2 separate regions of the Anas platyrhynchos genome follow, and region 1 is linked to region 2. The links are chromatin contacts, called in public Hi-C maps. All regions are on one chromosome and are shown on one strand. The core of a region is the stretch at or near the end of the contact, and the rest is flanking DNA. Distances in the headings are between cores, read along the strand shown.

Region 1 (6,957 bases), core at 4,360-6,859, 120 kb before region 2:
CCTACGTCATTGGTTGTCTGACAGCTTCATCAGCTGCCTTTGTAAATGAATGCCATCCAGGAGTGGACTGCAGTCAGCAAGCACCTCTATAGTCAAGTTGTGAAGATGATGAGGCCTTAGTGGGCTGGCACTTTAGCCTTCAAAAGAGCCCCTTTTAGTCATGCAAGAAGTCTCTTGCTCTTCATTCTAGCTGCTCCTGTTTTCTCACTGTCCACCATTCTAGCTGGACTGGGGAAAACAAGTCTGTTTTAACTTCCCCAGTAGAGTTGAAGGTACAGGCTGTGACAGAAGACATGCAGGAGTCTTCACATCATCTAGGGCTGCCTGGCTTTGATAAGCCATTCCCATTACTTGCTGAGAATAAATCACCTTGTATGGATACAGTTCAGTCAAAATTAAACTGCTTGTTGTGATACAGCCTAGTTACATTAAATACAAAGATATATTAGACCACTATAATTGCATCCACATTGCAGGTGGTACAAATACAAGTATTTTGCCTCGAACAAATGCCCACTATCAAGACTAACTGGTAACATTTAAGTTACAGGCCTTAAGACCTTTGTGAGCTCCATGGAGAGACAGTCAGTCAGGGAAACCCTTAATGCCAGTGTGGGAGCTGTAGTTTATTTGTGGGACAGCCTCTGGGAAAGGCCCTAGAGCTCCAAGCTATAAACTAATAAACCATTGCTTCCAGCAGCCTTAAATGCATTATCAAACCTAAGTCTTATCTAATGGATTTAATGAATGTTTACTTCAATTAGTATACATACTGTCCTGAAGAAGAAATTAATAGCTTTTTTTTTTTTTATTCCCCTTAAATAATACCCGTCCCATAAGGCTTTACCTTACTTAGCTGCTTTGTAACTTGGCTATACCCCGGCTCCAGGGAAAAGAAACAGATCATAGAAAAGATTGTCATAGACTGCCCAGCTGAGGGGGACTTCTAAAACATACATTGTCCTGTGGGGTATTAAGATAGAAACTCACTGGCTGATACAATGCTTAGAGTGGAGAAAGAACAATTTTTAAGACCAGAGCTGCTCCACAAGAGAAAACAAGGTAGAATAAAAGATGATGGCTGCACTATAGGTAAGCACACAAACAGGACCCAGTCCTTCAGCACCTACACAACAGTAGCAGCAACCAGTTTCATCAACCACCCAGTAATAATCAGAGAAAGCAAGAGCAAAACCTACCAAGGAAATTTAGTGAGACATCCTGAGAGACAGCCCTACTTGAAACATGAGCCCAAAGCTCACGCTGCGAAGTTGAAAGAGAGACCCAGAGCCATAACTACCCACAAGCACCTCAAAAGAATGAGCCTCCTAGGCCAACGCTGAAATGGAGGTCACAGTTGATGAGCAAAAGGTGCTGGGTAGAGGGCCAGGTGAGATTGGCTGGGGCAATGAAGGCCTGAGGACACTCAGGACCCTGACTCTTGAAACCCAGCAGGTAAATCCCTTTTCAGTGAGAGCTTAATCTGCAACTTTTGTCTTGATGTAATTATACCTGTTCTAATCAATAGCATTTATTTGTAGTGCAAAGTCATATTCCTTGAGAAACATAGCTCTTTTTTGACCTGGTGGTCAACTGTATTGATTGATGTAAGCAGAATCAATCCACACTATGTATAGTATTGCACCAAACATGCATGAGCCTTCAGATGTCAATTAGTTTAATTATTTCCATGAGTTTCTACTTTATATAAACCATTACTGCTATTAACAGTGGTGAAAGATATTGATGTCTAGTGGTAGATAGTATAACTGTCACCAGCCTTGGTGAATATATCTTGCAGGAGTAAGCAGAAACATAAAAAAAACAAACATAATTCTCAAAGAGGTAATGTTTCAATGTAATCTCCAAAGTCTTCCTTCTCACCTTTTTTGTTCTTCTAGAGAATTCTGAACTTAGCCAACTATCTCCATGATTCTTGAGAGTTGACCTTTTCCTGGGGATGGTAAATAAAAGTGGTATCTAATGCTTGGTCGTCCTGGCAGTGTTTGTGGACCACTAAAGAAAACCTTTGGATTTTAGAAAATACAGACAAAAAGACAGAAAGAGACTGATAGAAGAGCAGGTCTGCTACTTTTTAACTGGTGGGAATCTCAACAGAAAGGTTTTGTAGTAAATGTGAGAGGTTAAGGGAACATCCCTATAGAGATAAAAGTCATAGAATGGGAAAAATTAGTTATTATGCATTGATTAGAAGAAAAAAAAAAAAAGGCCATTACCTTGTAAATCTCTTCTTTCTGCCTCTCTTCATGAAGACCTGAGTTTGCCAAAATCCTCTTGCTGTGAGCTTTGCTGTATGCAGCAAAATTGCCACTCAGAGGCATTAGACAAGCATATAACATAGGAGGACTCCATAACTTAAGCGTTAAGGCAAGAAGAAAGGTGAAATTATTAAAACTCATTACCTTTTGTAAATTGCTACTTGTCTTTTTGTCATATGCCACTGCTGTAAACCAAAATAATGTAGATTTCAGTGAGGATTACAACTCTGGTGGGGATTGTTGTATATAACTAAGCACACAAAGCTGAGCATGCTTTCCTGCCTTGTTGTCATTTCTAGAGATATCCAGAAGAGGTCAATGTTTCCTAGCTTTTTGGTTACTCACATTAAACATTTTCAAACGTATGTTTTTGTTTAGTAAATGCTGAGTTGCCTGGAAAGTTTCATCAGAAAGGAAGCAGCAGTATTAATGTGCTTCTTCCTGGGGATTTGAATGTATTTTATTAGCAGTATAAGGGGAACCAGGGATCAGAGAGACAATATGCAGGCAAATAACTGCCGACCACATCATCAGGACTCAAATATTTTAAAATCAACGTTATGGGATTTTAGCTAAATTTTGGTTTTAGAATTGACAGTATTAAGCTGAAATTGTTTTCTGCAGACAGTAAAGCAAAGCTATGAGGACACTGGAGTAGCTCCAGGCATACACAGGAGAAGTGCTAGACCACATCTCTGCTGGCTTCTGATTAGCTTTTCAACTTAAAGCTTTTGAGCACAGCTCTCTCTGATCCCTATGAAGGTCACTGGAATTGCAGCAGTGCAGCTGAGCCTCGTGATTTCTGGAGTAAAGGATGTTATCAGCATCTGCAACTGAGGATAGCCTTCTGCTGTACTCTTGCTCCCCAAATGATCAGTAAGATTTGTGTGCCAGTAAGAAGAATGTCAGGGCCCCATAGTCAGCAGTGCATCTGCAGGTTTTTTGCATGGCAGTAGGTTTATCTTGAAATGACTCATTTCCCTATGCTATTCAGAAATGTCGGGGGGGGGGGGGGGGATTTTTAGTTCTGCAGAGTTCCCAGGAGTCACTAATTATAGCAGTCATTTTGCATTGGATATTTTACTTCCATCTTAATAGATGTCTGGGGATGTTTCACAGGTTAGAGTAATTCAAAAAAAAATCATATTTCATCTGAAGAAAAGGGGAAGTGAATCTTCTGTATTGACCACTGTCAACTCATCATAGAGCCTCAAATCACAGCTGAACATAGTTTAATGAAGACTAAAGCCTATTAAATAAAAAAGGACTGTTTTCATATTTGTGTTAGCTGACTGGCCGAAGCTATTGCAGTTCCAAACACGTGGGCCTAGAGCATCTTTTAAATGACACCTGGGAATCGTGTATAGATAGGAAGTACTAGACAGCACCCTACAAACTATGGGTGAATGACAATAGTTAAGGAAGCCTTTGGGGTCTATAGTCAGCTTGTAGAGCATTACATACAAGAACACCTGAAAGTAAAGATGACAGGAGAGGTGCAGAGTTAACCACAATGAAGAGGTGTGTTGGCTCAGCAGAGAAGCAACTGTATGGTGATGCATTTTTAGATCTGTGCATCACTGCATGCTAAGTACTATTACCAGCAAATTTCCTTGCTTATTCTGATGGCCACTTGCACAATAATAGCATCTTAGATATCTTCATACACTGTGGGGAAAACAATTTGGTCCATTTAGAACATGTAGATCCAGTCTTGTCACTGCTTCTGGAGGCTTGTGCCCAAAGGCCTGCTCACTCATGCAAGGTAGCAATGCAGGAAAAAGGAATGTGCAAAGCCTGTAATTATTCTCACATGCATATTGCTTCCCAACATAATCTCCAGGGTCTTTCAGTTACACAGTTGTTTTCATTAAGCTCTCTTATTTAAGACAAAATACAGGGTAAACATTTTTGCCCTCCCGCAGTAACCAGCGCCTGCCTAGCCTATCCCCTTGGGACAGGAGCTTGTCAGCAGGATGGCTGTAGTTATTACCATAATACCGGAAATAAGTGTCATGAGGAAAATGCAAATGTATTTTGGTTTCCTTTTCTGTCCCACACTTTTTGCCCCAGTCACAGAGGAGGAATGAGAGCCTTGCTTTCACAGAAACATTCTTTTCACAGCCACGCATTCCTCAGGTTTTTGTATTCCACGTTGCAGGCTGGTAAAACCATTTTTTTCTATTTTCATATTTCCCTTGGATGTTTGAAATCCCAGCTCTGGCCTTTCTAGCTAACACATGAAAAGCAGAGGAGATGGCTGCTGCAGATGCCATAGGCTGCAAAACCTGCATCTCTCTTGATTTCTAAGAGAAAGAATCCAAACTGTGCTTACAGAAAGCTTCACATGATTCAAGCTAAACTCGCCGTTCTCTGAAGCCTCACTCAAGGTTTTGGGGTCTTCAGAACAGCTGCTTTGCTGCTTATGAACATTTTGCTGCAAGTCTGTAAACTGTTCAAGGTACTGGAGCAGGAAGGGGGAGAAAGGTGTAATCTGATACTAAATCCAAAGCCAAGTCCTAAAGCATGCACGTTGACCAGCTAAAGCCAGCAAGTTTTGGGTGCATGCAGGATGTTTTGCATACTGTGTCCTGAAGGGAACCCAGAGCCCGCAAAGCAGCCCTGCGAGGAGCAGGGTCTCTGTCAAATTTCCAGACTGAGAGGAAAGGGGGGACTGGGTGAACACCTGATATGGGCAAAGTGGAGAAGCAGCTTCAGGTCAGGCTTCACAAAAATCAACCCCTGAGTTTAAAACTAAGCTTTGAGCTTTTGTGTGTGTGTACAGATGAAGCATCCCTTTTCTTTCGTTCTTATTTCCTTTCTTCGAAAAATCTTTGTTCCCAAGCAGGTTACAGGCTGGGGCTAGGGATATGTTTTTTATTGTAACATTCTACTGAAGGTTTGCCAATTAGGTGCCAGCAGGGCCTGCAAGAAGACCAGCCTTGCGCTTTAGGAGCCGTGCCAGCAGGAAGCTTTTGTTATTCTGACATTAAGACGGCAAGTTTAAGCGCAGTATTTCGAAAATAAATCTAAATAGTGGTGAGTAACGGGCAGATCCACCACACGCTCGTCGGCTCCCTCGCGGTCCCACCCAACCATGACCCCCCGCCCCCGGCCAGAGCCTGTCGGGAGTTGTAGTCCCCGCCGCGCCTGGGAGGGCCGGGGAGGCTCCCGCTGGAACTACGACTCCCAAGATGCCGCGCGGCGGCGCGGGCCGCGGCCATTACAGCTCCCCCCTCCCCGGCTGAAGGGCCCCTCGTCCTCCGCCGCGCTACGGGGACGACGGCGGAGGCCGCGCGGGAGGGGGAGGGCGGCGGGGCCGGGCCGGGCCGGGCCGTACCGTGTCGGGCCGGGCCGGGCCGTGCCCGCTGTGCTGGCGGGGGCGGTGCTCCCGCCGGCGGCCGGGACTTCCTGTGACGGCCCATTTCCTGCGCGGATGGGGCCGGCGGGGGGCGGTTGCGGCGGGGTCGGCCCCTGACGGGCTCGGTGGCCGCCAGGCAGCGATGCGGGTCCCGGGCCCTGCCGGCAGGCGGCCCCCGCCGTGAGCCGCCCCGCGGGGAGCCGCTGGGCTGCGGCAGGCCGGCCGGCCGGCGCTGCGGGGTGCATGGGGGCGCCCCCCGCCCGCAGAGAGGTACCGCGGGGTAGGGGGGGGGCGGCCCTGGCAGCCGGGGGCGGCGGGGCACCGGGCCGGGCCGGGCCGTGGGGATAACGCCCGTGTCCCGCCCCCACCCCCCACCCCCTGGTTTTGCAGGTGTGACTCCTCCGGAGGACGGCGCTCGGCCCCGCAAGGCCAGCGGCCCCGGAGCCCCGCGGCCGGGTTCCAGGAGCGGAAAATAAAAAAAATAAAATAAAAATCAGGAGGGGGCGCGGGACCCTGAGGAGAGCATCGCCCCCCTTCCCAGGCGGCTGCTGCCTCCCGAGAGATGAAGAAGTTTTTCGACTCGCGTCGGGAGCAGGGCGGCTCTGGCCCCGGGTCGGGCACCAGCGGCGGCGGCGGCGGCAGCGGAGGCCCAGGCAGCGGCTACATCGGCAGGGTGTTCAGCATCGGCCGCCACCAGGTGACGGTGGACGAGGTGCTGGCCGAAGGTAGGAGCCCGGTGCCCTCTGCAGAGCGCCCTGCCGCGCCTCTCGGCCCTCCCTCTCTGCCTCGCAGAGCCGGGAAGGCTTCGGCCTTTCCCGGCACCCCACCTCCCCCTGCGTCCTCGTCTCCCCTCGTATTTGATTGTCCTTGACAGGCGTGCGGGCCCGTGGCATCTGCAGCTGGCGTTTCTGGTCTTCCCATGCATAAGTCCTGTGTGCATTCGCTGGACTTCTAGTTGTTCGTTGTTTGTGTTTTTTTTTTTTTTTTTTAATGCTTTAGGAACTGCAGAGACTTCAGGAGTTAATGGTTTCCCACCTTGAAACTGTGAGGCTTTTTTTTTTTTTTTCCCAAGTCTTTGGTGGAGAAGAAGGTACAGTAAGTAAAGCAGTGGTCTTCCCTCTAACTTTCTTCAACCAAGCCCCTTCATTCCTACCTTAAGCAGATAGGAAAAATACCCTGGAGTAAATTCCTTGTATATATTTGGCAAGCGCATACGTTGAGTAGAGCTAGCTGTGATCTGGGATGAGGGATTGCTGTTTGTGTGGGGTTTCTGTAGGGGAAATGGTGATCACAACTGCATTAAAAAAAATACAGAAC
Region 2 (7,180 bases), core at 4,060-6,559:
CCGTGTTGTCTCCTGGCAGCTCGTTCTGTCATCCAGGTCCAGCTCACCTGGGGAGTCTCTCCCATCGCACCCAGGCTTGTCCTGTGTGTTTTCAGCCTCCTGAGGAGGATGTTACAACCTGATCCAGGAACTAGGTGATCTTTAGGGTCCCTTCCAACCCGAGCCTTTCAGTGGCTTTTGTGGACCAGTAGTTTTGACCATTTCAGACCAAAACTACTTTTCAGTAGTTTTGGTCCGAAATGTCAGTGACATCTCCACTGGACCTCAGCTGTGAATTCTGCAGGGATTCTCAGTGTGAAAGCCTGTTTGAGTTTGATGGGATTTTTAATGGGTTGTGTGTACCACATAGATAGCACCTACAGTTCCCTCTGCTGTGACTTTATTGTAAATTATGCTCTTTTTTTTCCCCATACAGGCATCTTTGCTTACCTGAACTACCATGTTCCCCGGACAAGACGGGAGATCCTGGAGACCCTTATTAAAGGGCTCCAGCGGCTGGAGTACAGAGGCTACGATTCTGCAGGTAGCTATCTTCAAGCATCTGTGGCTCTTGGATTTTGGCTAAATGATTCTTGTGGTACATGAATGTGGTTTATGAATGTTTTCTACCGGCTTCTGCTTTTGAAGCAAGCTGAAACACAAATTGGATGTCTGTGATCATGTGGTTAGAGGTTTGGATTAACTTTCAACATACAGACTTCCATAAATGTTCTTGATGCCCATTATTGAGGATTTGAAAATACCTAAAAGAAGACAAAGTAAAAATTTACTTCTAATATCCTGGGTTTGTTGTCTTTATTTGGAGGGTCAGCTGGGGAGAGGAAGGACATCATAAAGGAAAAAAAAAAAGCAGTATTTGTTTACATAAAATATTGTAACATGCATTCTGCATTTCAGTCTTTCTTCATATTCTGTGGTGATGCTTAGGTGTGGGAATCGATGGCGGAAATGACAAAGACTGGGAAGCTAATGCGTGCAAAATCCATCTTATCAAACAGAAGGGGAAAGTGAAGGCTCTGGATGAAGAGGTGCACAGTATGTATTACCTTTTCATTCTTTGCTTGCTCTCCTTCCTTGAAATGTCCTCTCATTTCATGTGCATTTTGAATGTTATCTGTTTTACCCAGAAACACTATGTCCAAATAACTTCTGTATAGAATGCCAGAGATGTAGACACTCATGCATGTGATGGAAAGTGATCCTAGGGATGTTGTCATGATGTTGCAAGAAAAACAAGTAAGCAAGCAAGAAACAAAAAAAGCAAGAAAAAGGAATTGCATCCTATTAATGTAAAATAGACCTGAAATATGTTTTAAAAAGACTGAAAAAACAAACCTTCTTTAAACTGGGGAAATAGAAACTACTTGGACATAATTATCAGAGACCTAGAGCTTGGCCAAAAAAAAACAAAAATATGCTAATAAATTCACTACTCGAATTTTAAATTTCCGTATGTATTACTTGTCCCTACTAAAGCTGTCGATCTCTGTAGCTGTGGACTAAGTGAGTGGCTACGAGTAAGCACAGATGTATGTGTATAACTGCCAAATTGATGAGAAAGCACAGAATGAGGTGTTGTCTGTTTCTGCCTTCTTATATTCCCTTTGATTTAAATGTTGGTTTTGTTAAATATGTGCAGCTCACAAAGAAACACAAAGTTGTTGGGTAGAGTACAGACAAGCTGTGTGTGGATGGGAAGATGCTTTTCTAGGGAGGTGAAATTACTCTAGTTTGCATATAAGAGCTGCTGTTAACCTAAGAGTGTTATAAACCTAAGTTGTGCTGTTATTCGAGTTAACTTGGAGAAATCATATAAAGCAAGCTGTTTGCATAACTTAAAATTAGCAAGGGTTTAAAAAAAAGTTGACCTCATGGCAGAGTGCTGTTTATCCAAAATAAGGTGGGTAGATCTAATCATAGCGTAGAGAAAACCAGGAACAGAAAAAGCTAGACAAGATGATCCATGCATTACAGAAATATAAGGTATGCAAAGTATTTCTGAAGAAGTGTGTGTCTGCTCAAGAAAACTGCTGGATATACATAGTTTAAAGTGGTTGTGGAGACATTTTCAGAACAGAAGGACACTTTTTTTTCCAAAGAAATACTGATGGTATGCTTTCTAGTGACAAGAGGTAGTGATGAATATTTTAGCCATAGTGGTATGTAGCCATGAAACAAGCTGGTTTAGTCACAGTTTGATGCCAGGGAGATGACAGGATGGCAAGCTGCACCCAAGAGAGGAAAAATCAGGGTGGATTCTTTCTTAAAAGTTTTATTTTGGTGGGGTGAGGAATGCAGGAAGGTTGCTTGTGTGCATTCACATTTGGAATCCTCTTGCAGGGACAGCCAGGGTGCTGTGGGAAGGAAAGGCTCAGGGCAGAGGCGTGAGGGATGTCCTCCCTCCTGCTTGTTTAGACTTCCTGAGTGGGAATGAAGCTGTGTATTTTAGCTGTAAACATCCTTAAACATAGGTGAATCTGAAATTTTAGTGCTTTGGAGCAGGGGGTCGTTGCTGTGGTAGCTTCATGCACTCAGTGTTCTGTTAGGTTTGCTGATGGTGGGTCCAGGAGGTGGGATGAGATTCTTGTGTTGTCTTTGGGGTAGAGACAGCCCTCCATATTAAACTTCTCCCACTTCTGCCTGCAGAACAACAGTACATGGATCTTGACGTCGAGTTTGATGTACACCTTGGAATTGCGCATACCCGTTGGGCTACCCATGGTGAGCCCAGTCCTGTCAACAGCCACCCACAGCGCTCGGATAAAAACAATGGTAGGAATGTTTGCTAGAGAAAACGTGTGGTCCTGAGCAAGTCTTGGAGTATATGGAAATATGTGTGGCTTTCTGGGACACCTGGTGTGTTGCAGGAAGGGGTGGTTGGACTCAGGACAGGTGGCTTATTGCAAGTTGTGATGCTGAGCCCAGTTACCAGGAAGCTGGAGGGGTTTGGCATTGATTTCAGACTATGGGGGATGTTCTCATGGAGTGTTTGCAGCCCTGAATCATCTCATGAAGGGCTAGGGTTAGTGTCCCAAAGGTTTGGTGGGTGCACAGCCACAGTGCTAAGAGGAGATGGAAACAGAATGAAATTGGATGGTAGGGATCTACCCAGCTGTTCTTTGTGGTTTTTGTTTGTTTGTTTGTTTTTGTATTTCTATTGTATTTATTTATATTTTTCTCATCACCACTGTACAGAAATGTTTTGGTTGGTGTTTTTGGTGTGGTGCCCTAGCAAGCTGGCAGGGGGAGTATAGCATTCACTTGTTTCTAGCTTGCTGGAAACAGGCAATTGTTTAAGAACTTCCACAAGCTTTACAAGATCTCATCAGTCCTAGTCCCACCCAGGTCATTAATATGTATCTTCTGCTATTACCAACCAAGCAGAATGGGGCAGAGCAAGGAGATCACGCTGGGAAATTAAACTTTTTATTCTGCCAAGTGCACTATAAGGTTTTGTGGTCCCTGCTGTCTGTTGGGTATTGCGCTGCTGTGGGCATGGGCTGTCACTGACTGTAAGGCTGAGGATGCTGTGCGGAGCTGAGCAGGGCCTTCTTCTGTCTCCAGAGTTCATTGTCATCCACAATGGCATCATCACCAACTACAAAGACCTGCAGAAATTCCTGGTGAGTAGGACCCCCGCGTGGATGGGAGAGAGCCACCCCTGCACACCTTGTCACCTTCCTTGCTGCCCTGTGTTCACGCTCTCTGCTCCTTCTCTCCCTCTCTCACTCTTGCACTGACAAGCAAAGTCACTCCACCACTGTCCACACTGTCACGCTCCTGCATTAATGCTCTTACACTAGCTCCCTCACTTCCCAACTCCTACTCACTCCCCACCTGTCCATGTGCTCTCACTCCCCAACTTATTCCCAGACTTGTATTCTTGCACTTATACTCTCTCCCCCACTCATGCTCTCTTCTACTGCCTCCCCTCCTCACACCCTTGCTCCCCCAGTCAATCTACTCAATCCTCCATTCACTTTCTTGCACTCACTTCCTACTTACCTTCCAACTCATATCTTGTGCTCCTCCACTCACTCCCTGCTTGCACTACCTCCCGAAGTGCACTTGCGCACACTCATTCTGCATTCATACTCACTCACTCCTGTTCTCACACTCTTCCACTTGCGCTTACTCTCCCACTCATGTTCCCCACAGTCACCCTTGCACTCACACTCACATGTACACCCACTCACTCTTCCACTTGCACTATTGCTCTTCCCCACTTGCACCCGCCGTACTCACTCACACTCAGACTTGTTCCTCACCTGCACTCCTGTGCCCATTCACATTTACTCTTGCACCTCCGCTATGTTTTTATCGCCCCACTTGCTTTCTGGCACACGCTTACCCAAATGCTTGTGCTTTCTTTTGCACGTGTAAATAATGTCAGGTGAACTCAGCCTCATGCTGACTCTTGTGCTCTGCCTCTTGCACTCCCCCCTCCCCCCCCCCCCTCATGCCCCCATTTGCACCCCTCCACTCACTCTCCTACTTGTGCTAATAGAGTGGAAGGAAAGGCATGGTGGAAAGAACGCAGAGGAAAAGGAGACAGGAGAACAGGAGGGAAGGGAAAGAGTTATGGGTGGAAGGGGAAAAAAGGAAAGGTGGAAGGGGACAAAAGGGAAGGAGGTAAAAAAAAGCAGGAGAAGCAAGAAAGAAAGGAAGCAAGAAGGCAAGCAGAAAAGGAGGAGGGAATACAGGAACAAAGGAAGGAAAGGAGAAAGTGTGGGAAGGAAAAGGAGGGCTGGAGAGGAAGGCAGGCAGAAAGCTGGTTACCAAACGTGTGCTGTGGCTGCAGGAGAGCAAGGGCTACGACTTCGAGTCGGAGACAGACACGGAGTGCATCGCCAAGCTGGTGAAGTACATGTATGACAACCGCGACAGCGACGACGTCAGCTTCACCACCCTGGTGGAAAGGGTCATCCAGCAGCTGGTAATGCCCGGGGCAGGGGGCAGGGTGGGGACACAGGGACAGACACATGCATCACTAGGACAAACATGGGGATGTTGTGCAGGGAACTGCTGTTTAGGGCAGTGCTGAACCTGTGCCTGACGTTCCCAGGGACGTTCTGTTGCACATGATAATGGGGTGTTTCATTTCCTACCTTGTATAATTACAATCAGACATCCATTCATTCTTATTTAACATTAGACATTTATTTTTCAAACGAATATTGAATAAATTTGGGGGTTCAGCAGTATCTAGTTCCTTGAGTGCTTTGAGCAGGAGCACGTGGAAGGCAGGGGACAGGGTTGGATCAAGTCTGCTTGAATTCTTCTCTGGAACCTCCATCTGGAAGAGATGCTGACCCCTTGTGGGGACTTCTCCGCACAGCACATGGCTTCCACGTGTCACTTCTTGCTGAGCTATTCGGGATCTGGACGCATAGCAATTTGCCTCTCTTCTCAGAGGGGATTGTTCAGGAGATGGGTTTTTGCACTGATTTCCCTGACAGAATCTGCGGTAGCTGTAGACCAAGAACAAACGTGGCTGGCAGGTTGTGGTGGTTCACCCGTGCACTTGGTGGCACTATACCTTAGCCAATACCCCAGAGTTGGCACTTTTTATCAGGCTTTAGCCCTCTGAGTTAAGGAGAGCACTTGTAGGGGCTGCCTTTCAGGTGAGAATTCAGCAAGTGGGCAGCTTCTGCCCTGGGGATCCTGCCCTGGGGATGGGGTACCCTTCTGAAAGAAGCACTTGGAGGTTCTGAAGGGGTCTGTGAAGCCTTCTGCTCAGTATCTCTTACTTGTTCACAGAAACATGGGTGCACCTTATGTGTTGGGATTTCTGAAATGATGACCTGGTCTCAAAGGACAGGATAAGCAGTTTGCATTTCTCTCATTCCAGGAAGGTGCTTTTGCCCTTGTGTTCAAAAGTGTTCATTATCCTGGTCAAGCAGTTGGTACCAGGTAAGTATTTGTACAGAAAAGCACGTATTTGGTGTACCCTCTAGGTAGCTTTTTTTCACCTTTTTTCTTTTTCTTTTTTCCTTTTCCCTTTTTTCTACCATTTTTGTATTTTTACCAATCTGGAAGATAGTAGAGGTTGTTCTTGTTATACTGTATACTCTAGGGTGAGGTTGGCTCTTGTTCATTTCCTTTCTCTTCTTCCCCATTTACGATAACAATTAAAAAAGTAGAATAGTTCAGTCAAAAGGGTGCACCCTGTATTCTAAAGATTTCTTAGTGACGACCTGCATCATAACTGGTCTGGAACAGGTCAGCTCTGAGCTTAGGAGGAGACAGTGTTTTCTGTAGATTCGTATTGCAAGAGCTGAGAAAGAAGATGCCTTCATCTTTTCCTTTGTGTTTGCAATAGTGACAGCATGTGGACAAGTACCCCATTTGACTTGCAGCTGGGCCTGCCTGGTGTTCAGGTTTTCTACTCTACTTTTAAACATGAGGATCAGTCAGGTTGATTTAACCATATGTGTTAACGTAGCAACTGATTTTGAATTTACATGCCAATAGCTGTTTGTAGATGCATAGTGAGCAACAGTCTAGGTAGTCCTGAATCAGGTGTCGTGGGATTTCAGTTACTCTTGCAGAGTTCGTGCTGAATTTGGGATGTTCATTTGTTGTTCAGTTCAGGGAGATGAATCTTTGGGTGCTGAGGCTTGTAACCTGATGTCTTCTCTTGCAGGAGAGGGAGCCCCCTGCTAATAGGAGTGCGCAGTGAGCACAAGCTCTCCACTGACCACATCCCTATTTTGTACAGGACGGGTAAGCGTGAGCCCTGCCAGCCCAATCACTCCCACACCAGTGGGGTTAATTGCAAACATTGGGGTTTCACAAACAGCTGCATGCTTTGAAATATGTGTTATGTTTATACTTACTGTTGTAAATTAAACCATTACAAAAAGGAGGTGGTTTTTGTTTAGTTGTTTTTCATGTTTTTAACCATATGCTTTACCACCATGTACCTCAAGCTAGTTTGTTGAGGGATATGCAACCTACTGTTTTTGCTCCCTGATGTCTGCCTATTTAAGACCAGAACTCACCTCTAGTTTTAGAATCAAAGCTTTAATGTCTGGTGGTTGCAAGGAAAAAGTATCTTAGAACAGTATTGTTAAACTTAGATACTGAAATTCATAATATGTGCGTGGCATGCAGTCATTCAGGGAATTGTTTGCTTTTATGAACAAAAATGTGTGCTTTGCAAGCGCTATCACAAATT

Evidence for each region. Hi-C and Micro-C count contacts between places; a contact is called where the count stands out from the background.
Region 1: a Hi-C map of subcutaneous adipose tissue shows a contact between it and region 2, with 5 times the contacts expected there. The contact joins the promoter of AAK1 here to the enhancer-like site in region 2. A contact is called at or near these places in 4 of 8 Hi-C or Micro-C datasets (liver, skeletal muscle and subcutaneous adipose tissue).

The regions. Positions count from the first base shown.
Region 1 is chr23:5,285,214-5,292,170 of IASCAAS_PekinDuck_T2T, reverse strand. It overlaps AAK1 (AP2 associated kinase 1), which reads left to right and starts at 5,609. Exons shown (of 22, transcript XM_038167072.2): 1 at 5,609-5,910; 2 at 6,031-6,365. The coding sequence starts at 6,203.
Region 2 is chr23:5,160,245-5,167,424 of IASCAAS_PekinDuck_T2T, reverse strand. GFPT1 (glutamine--fructose-6-phosphate transaminase 1) reads left to right here. Exons shown (of 19, transcript XM_072027178.1): 2 at 416-523; 3 at 928-1,035; 4 at 2,647-2,772; 5 at 3,565-3,623; 6 at 4,802-4,936; 7 at 5,852-5,913; 8 at 6,647-6,726. Among named protein-coding and RNA genes, the nearest start is that of GFPT1, 14 kb to the left of the region's middle. Within about 2 kb of position 5,309, at least 2 of the 8 cell types and tissues checked have an H3K27ac peak or open chromatin away from gene starts, as enhancers often do. A contact at or near this core is called in subcutaneous adipose tissue, where this site is marked.